Linked DNA regions of Gasterosteus aculeatus: region 1 is linked to region 2. Evidence: chromatin contacts called from public Hi-C data. All regions are on one chromosome and are shown on one strand. The core of a region is the stretch at or near the end of the contact, and the rest is flanking DNA. Distances in the headings are between cores, read along the strand shown. Region 1 holds the start of trmt11 (tRNA methyltransferase 11). Region 2 holds the start of mdh2 (malate dehydrogenase 2, NAD (mitochondrial)).

Region 1 (2,700 bases), core at 89-2,588, 130 kb after region 2:
ACCAGAAAGGAGTCTAGAGACAAGAGGCAGGTCACTGGCTGACAGAAACCTTCCGATGAGGCAAACAATGATTATAAAATTGTATTCATTTGGGGAAAAAAATACAAAAAGTTTTTAAATATGTGCATTTGACTTGCAAACCTTTTCTTGGAAGTCTCCACTCGGATGGAATGATTTCCCTCTGAGAGCGAGCAAGGCCTTAATCTCCTGTGAGAATGAGCACATATATAAAAAATAAAATACTCACATACATAATCATGGTATTTTTTTCACAGACTGAGCAGTGCTCCTCGTGTCATCTCCATTTTTTAAATCAGTGTGGATCCCAGTGAGATAATTAAGATGCTACAGGATCACAGTACAGTGCACATCTAATTCTTTATAGGCATATATATATACATAGGCCATTTCATATCTGTGAACGTAAGCATGCCACGTGTCCGAGTGTATTTCCTGTTGTGAATGCAATCAGCTGACGGGATGTAAACATGGACACAGACCGTTGCCTAGCAATCCAAATTCGTCGAAACAGTCTATAACGCATTTATAGTGTATGTCCATAGGTCAACATGTGCAAACGAGTCCCAATCACGTGGTTACATCTGCGGATGAATACATTCATGATACGAAACGCAGAGTTCCCAGAGGGGGGTACAGAAGGAGAAGTTAGCTATCAATGTGTTATTGTTAATATGTGATTAAACTTTTGGTTAATTCACACGTGAAACCAAAGCCTCAATCAATCCGCTCCGGTTTGGCAGTTTGAATTAGCAAGCAGCTAACACAGCGCGCCGCGCGAGGAAGGAGGCTTCTCCTCTAGGAAATTACACAAATTCAGCCAAAATATTCACAGAGAAAGCCAGATAGAAACTGATGGTTCGTGAAGGTTACCGGCAATCTGAAATCCAGATTATCTTGGGCAAGATGCAAGAGATACGTGAGGCATGATCGATTGACGGAGGTCGCCATATTTGTTGCGGATTCAAAATACGTCCGGTGTGAAACTGGGCTGTGAAGTCATTCCGCTCGTGTAGCAAATTACCATAAATGAAAATAAATATTATAATTCACCTTCACGCAATACCTTTTCTTAATTTTTTTAATTTTGCGCATTTTGATACACGCAAGCACCCGTATTTCCACTAAATGGTGATCATTTTAGATTTTTATTTATTTTGTGACCTCGTCCAAATATAACTACCTATATTGTTCGTTTGTTTTAACCTATATTGTTCGTTTGTCACCTATTTTTTTCCTCTAAAACTCGCTACTTCGCTCTTTCACGCAAAGATTACGTCCTCTAAAAATCCTCGGCCGTAATCTTCTTTACTTCAGCGGCACCTTGGTGGATCCTCCCCCTCTGACCGCTGACTGGCTGCTCAGATCTCTTTCAACAGGCCATTGGCCGAAGGAGATGTCCATCACAACGGTTTCGCGTTTGGATACAAAACCATCCGCCCTTTTGCTACCGTCAGCAGTGCTACAGGACTGTATTGTCAAGTAGTTCTGCATAGTAAGTGTTAACTTGCTATTGTCACTATGGCACGTTCATGCAGATGAAGTAAAGATCGACTCAGTTTTCTGCATGTAAGTCATCATGTTTAATAATTGTTTATTACAAATGTCGTAGGGTTATGCTGGTTACTTTAAGCGGTGTATTCCCTTCACCAAGCTCAGATTTACTAATATAGTTAAACAAAATTTTCATTTTTTTAATGAATTTTAAACTTAATAAGTGTTTCAAATTGTGGGCTAAAACAGTCAGTCATCAGTTACAATAGATATGTTTATGAGATATGTACAGAGCTCTACAGCTAAATCAGAAAAAAGTGCACATGCAGGACAGGACAACTATGTTTAGATGAAATATAAAATGTAGCTTGATATTCAGAGACCATTTTAGTTAGTTATTGTTAAGATTATTCAAAATGAAGCAATACAACAGTAAAGGGAAATTATTCAGTGAGAAAAACATTGCATTCCTATGATGTCCTCAATTTAAACAGTGATGGGGACAAACAGCCAGAGTGACATCATGGAAACTGAAGAAGACATTACAGATCCTGCTAAGTTTAGCAATGACACAGCAGCGTGCATGGTTTCTGTGAAAGGCCTGAAGGAAAACTGGCAGAAGTGGTGCGATGAACACCAGGAGTACCAGAAGCACAACCCCTTCAGTCAGGACATCAGACCCAGTGTAACGGTCCCTCAGAGAGGGCACGGCGACTACGGGAGACCACTGCAGGGGTCCGTGACAGCGCAGCGGGGGAAGGATGCTCACACACACATCAGCAGAGAGCTTGAGGAGCTGTGTGATGTGATGAGAAACATCGGACAGCCCGGGGACAGAGAAGGAGATGGAAGCAGCAGCGATGGGAGAGTCGTCACTGTGGAATTCGGGGAACTGTTTGAGCATTATGTGACGATCTCTAATAAACTAGTGGGGATTCTTTTAAGAGCGAGGAAGCAGGGGCTGGTTGACTTTGAGGGGGAGATGTTGTGGCAGGGGAGGGACGACCATACTGTTATCACTCTGTGGCAGTGATCAGAAACATGGGTTAAGGTTTTTAATCCATGTTACTTCAATGCAGCAAACACTGTGGTATTAGGACAGCAGGAGGACTGCACTTATTATTGCACTTAGTTACACGAGGCACTTGTCTTCTTAAAACAGCATCAACTGAATTACTAATCAAAAAA
Region 2 (2,700 bases), core at 17-2,516:
TTCCCACTTCCACCGTTATTGCCTTTCTTACTGGATGGAAGCGAACTGACAGAGTGGTCTACCTCTCCACAGCTAGCCATCCTGAGGAAGTACTGAGGAACGGGGGGAAATGCATATTATAAACTGTAGTTAGATATATCCACTATTTTAATGCGGGTGTCAAGATCACATTTAACTGTCACGGTCACTAAATAGCAAACAATTAGACTATCATCTATGTAAACAAGGCTGATAATTGTTACCTACCGGAAGTGCCTCAACACTGATGTAGCATGAGGAGAGTTGATGGATCCTTAAGCTGGGGAAGCAAAACAAAACGTAGCGTTATTCGTTTTTCAGGCTTTACAGTGTCAACGTCAAACCTCATTTGACAACGGACATCTTATATGATAAAATAAGGTGGACTTTTAACCATACGCTGACAGCCATTAGCATTAGCTACTAATAAGCATTAACGTCAACTCACTTAAGCTAGCGCTTGCTAAATTACTGGAGTCTGTGGAACAAAAAGGGTTGCACTGAGAACAGTCTGGAGAAAATAAGTGTCAGCGTGTTGTCATTATATTGGGGCAAACACCATGATTAAGACACCGCTGTTATGAACACGACAGTCGAGTAAAACCCACTGCGAACCATCTAACGTTAATAGAGACACTGGTAACAAGCTACAAGCTAACTAGTTTAGCTAAAGTAAGAGCCAAAAGCAGCAACGAAAGGGAAAGAAGATTGTTGTTAACGTCACAAGTCAAACCGAACACAGGTACTTTCTGGCAAAGGGACCATAACAACACGACCTGTTGTGGCTAACGCTGGTTGGGCTGATAGCAGCATTCTGACTCCAGCAAATAGACGGAGTTCAACTGACGGTGCTAGCTTAACGTTATTTTATGAGGGCGTCAAAAACAGCAATTATTTTGTCACGACAGAGACGATGCGTGCGTACCGTACCGTCAAACGTTGCTGTGGTGTTTCTTTTGCGAAGATACGATTCGTGTAACGCCACTGATTCCAAGCGCTAGCTGGCCGACCTCCAACGTTTAACGGGCTTTGTTTTCCTCCGAAAACGGAGCTGACATAAAGACCACGACGTGAGAATACGCGATGACGCAGCTCGACGTCAAACGCGCGACGCTTATATTCCGCGCATGCCCGTGAGCACCACTTCCTGTTGGCTGGTGACTAGAGGACGTTGGTGTCACAGAGGAGAGCGGCTCAGCAAGCGTCTTTATTTCCCACTTAACTAAGAAAAGAAGCAACAACGACGAAATGTTTGTCCGTGCCGTGAGACCCACCGTGAGCCTGGCGCGAAGCCTCTCCACCTCTTCGCAGAACAACGCCAAGGTGGCGGTGCTCGGCGCGTCGGGCGGCATAGGCCAGCCGCTCTCCCTGCTCCTCAAGAACAGCCCCTTGGTGAGTCAACTGTCTCTGTACGATATCGCCCACACCCCCGGCGTGGCCGCTGACCTCAGCCACATCGAGACCAGGGCCCAGGTGACCGGCCACATGGGTCCGGGTCAGCTGGACGCTGCTCTGCAGGGCTGCGACGTGGTGGTCATCCCGGCCGGCGTGCCCAGAAAACCCGGCATGACCCGCGACGATCTCTTCAACACCAACGCCACGATCGTTGCCACCTTGGCCGACGCCTGCGCCCGCAACTGCCCCGAGGCAATGATCTGCGTCATCGCCAACCCGGTCAATTCCACCATACCCATCACATCAGAGGTCATGAAGAAGTATGGCGTTTACAACCCCAACAAAGTTTTTGGTGTCACCACCCTGGACATTGTCAGAGCGAACGCCTTCGTGGCCGAGCTCAAAGGTCTCGACCCGGCTCGCGTCAATGTGCCGGTCATTGGAGGTCATGCCGGGAAGACCATCATTCCCCTGATTTCCCAGTGCACACCGAAAGTGGAGTTCCCCGCTGACCAGTTGGCTGCCCTGACAGGCAGGATCCAGGAGGCCGGCACCGAGGTGGTTAAGGCCAAGGCCGGCGCTGGATCCGCTACCCTCTCCATGGCCTACGCTGGGGCCCGGTTCACCTTCTCCGTCCTGGACGCCATAAACGGAAAGGAGGGTGTGGTGGAATGCGGGTATGTCCGATCAGAGGAGACGGAGTGCAAGTACTTCTCCACCCCTCTTCTCCTGGGGAAGAACGGCATCGAGAAGAACCTGGGATTGGGCAAGCTGACTGCTTTCGAGGAGAAGCTGGTGGCCGATTGCATTACCGAGCTGAAGTCTTCCATCAAGAAGGGAGAGGATTTCGTGGCTAATATGAAGTGAACGGGGAGGCGTTAAGTCGGTTGAGAAAGAAAAGCTTTTGTGAATGGTAGTTTGTTTTGTCTCAACTTTAACAGCATCTGTCAGGATTTCCCCTTTTGTTTAACCATTGGGGTCATTTTGATGAAGAAATCCTGGTTTTAACCAAGGTCCTAAAGTATCATCCCCAATATGTTTTCAAACATTGCTTTATCTTGCACTATAATTACTGTACTGTGACTTAGATATATTTTTTGCGAATGTCAAAGTTGGACAGAATTTCATATATTTTCATGTAAAGTCTGTATTAACGGGATTTCTCTGCTTAATGACTGAGGAGGAAATACTATTACCATGCCTGTTGATGCTATCAGATGTTAATGATGAGCAAAATATTCACTCCACCAATAAACAGTCTAGCTTTAAATAAAGCAACTGGTTTCT

The links. A called contact is a pair of places that touch in the nucleus more often than the background predicts.
Region 1: a Hi-C map of liver shows a contact between it and region 2, with 4 times the contacts expected there. The contact joins the promoter of trmt11 here to the promoter of mdh2 in region 2. A contact is called at or near these places in 5 of 6 Hi-C or Micro-C datasets (liver, skeletal muscle, tail fin and 1 more).

Annotation. Positions count from the first base shown.
Region 1 is chr20:14,668,352-14,671,051 of fGasAcu3.hap1.1, forward strand. It overlaps trmt11 (tRNA methyltransferase 11), which reads right to left and starts at 1,339. Exons shown (of 13, transcript XM_040166060.2): 1 at 892-1,339; 2 at 142-207; 3 at 1-13. The coding sequence starts at 969. LOC120810995 (actin-binding Rho-activating protein) reads left to right here and starts at 1,469. Exons shown (of 2, transcript XM_040166064.2): 1 at 1,469-1,587; 2 at 2,007-2,700. The coding sequence starts at 2,009. The coding sequence ends at 2,545.
Region 2 is chr20:14,538,476-14,541,175 of fGasAcu3.hap1.1, forward strand. mdh2 (malate dehydrogenase 2, NAD (mitochondrial)) reads left to right here and starts at 1,267. Exons shown (of 1, transcript XM_040164527.2): 1 at 1,267-2,687. The coding sequence starts at 1,267. The coding sequence ends at 2,280. LOC120810184 (E3 ubiquitin-protein ligase rnf146) reads right to left here and starts at 1,088. Exons shown (of 3, transcript XM_040164526.2): 1 at 949-1,088; 2 at 247-298; 3 at 1-92. The coding sequence starts at 80.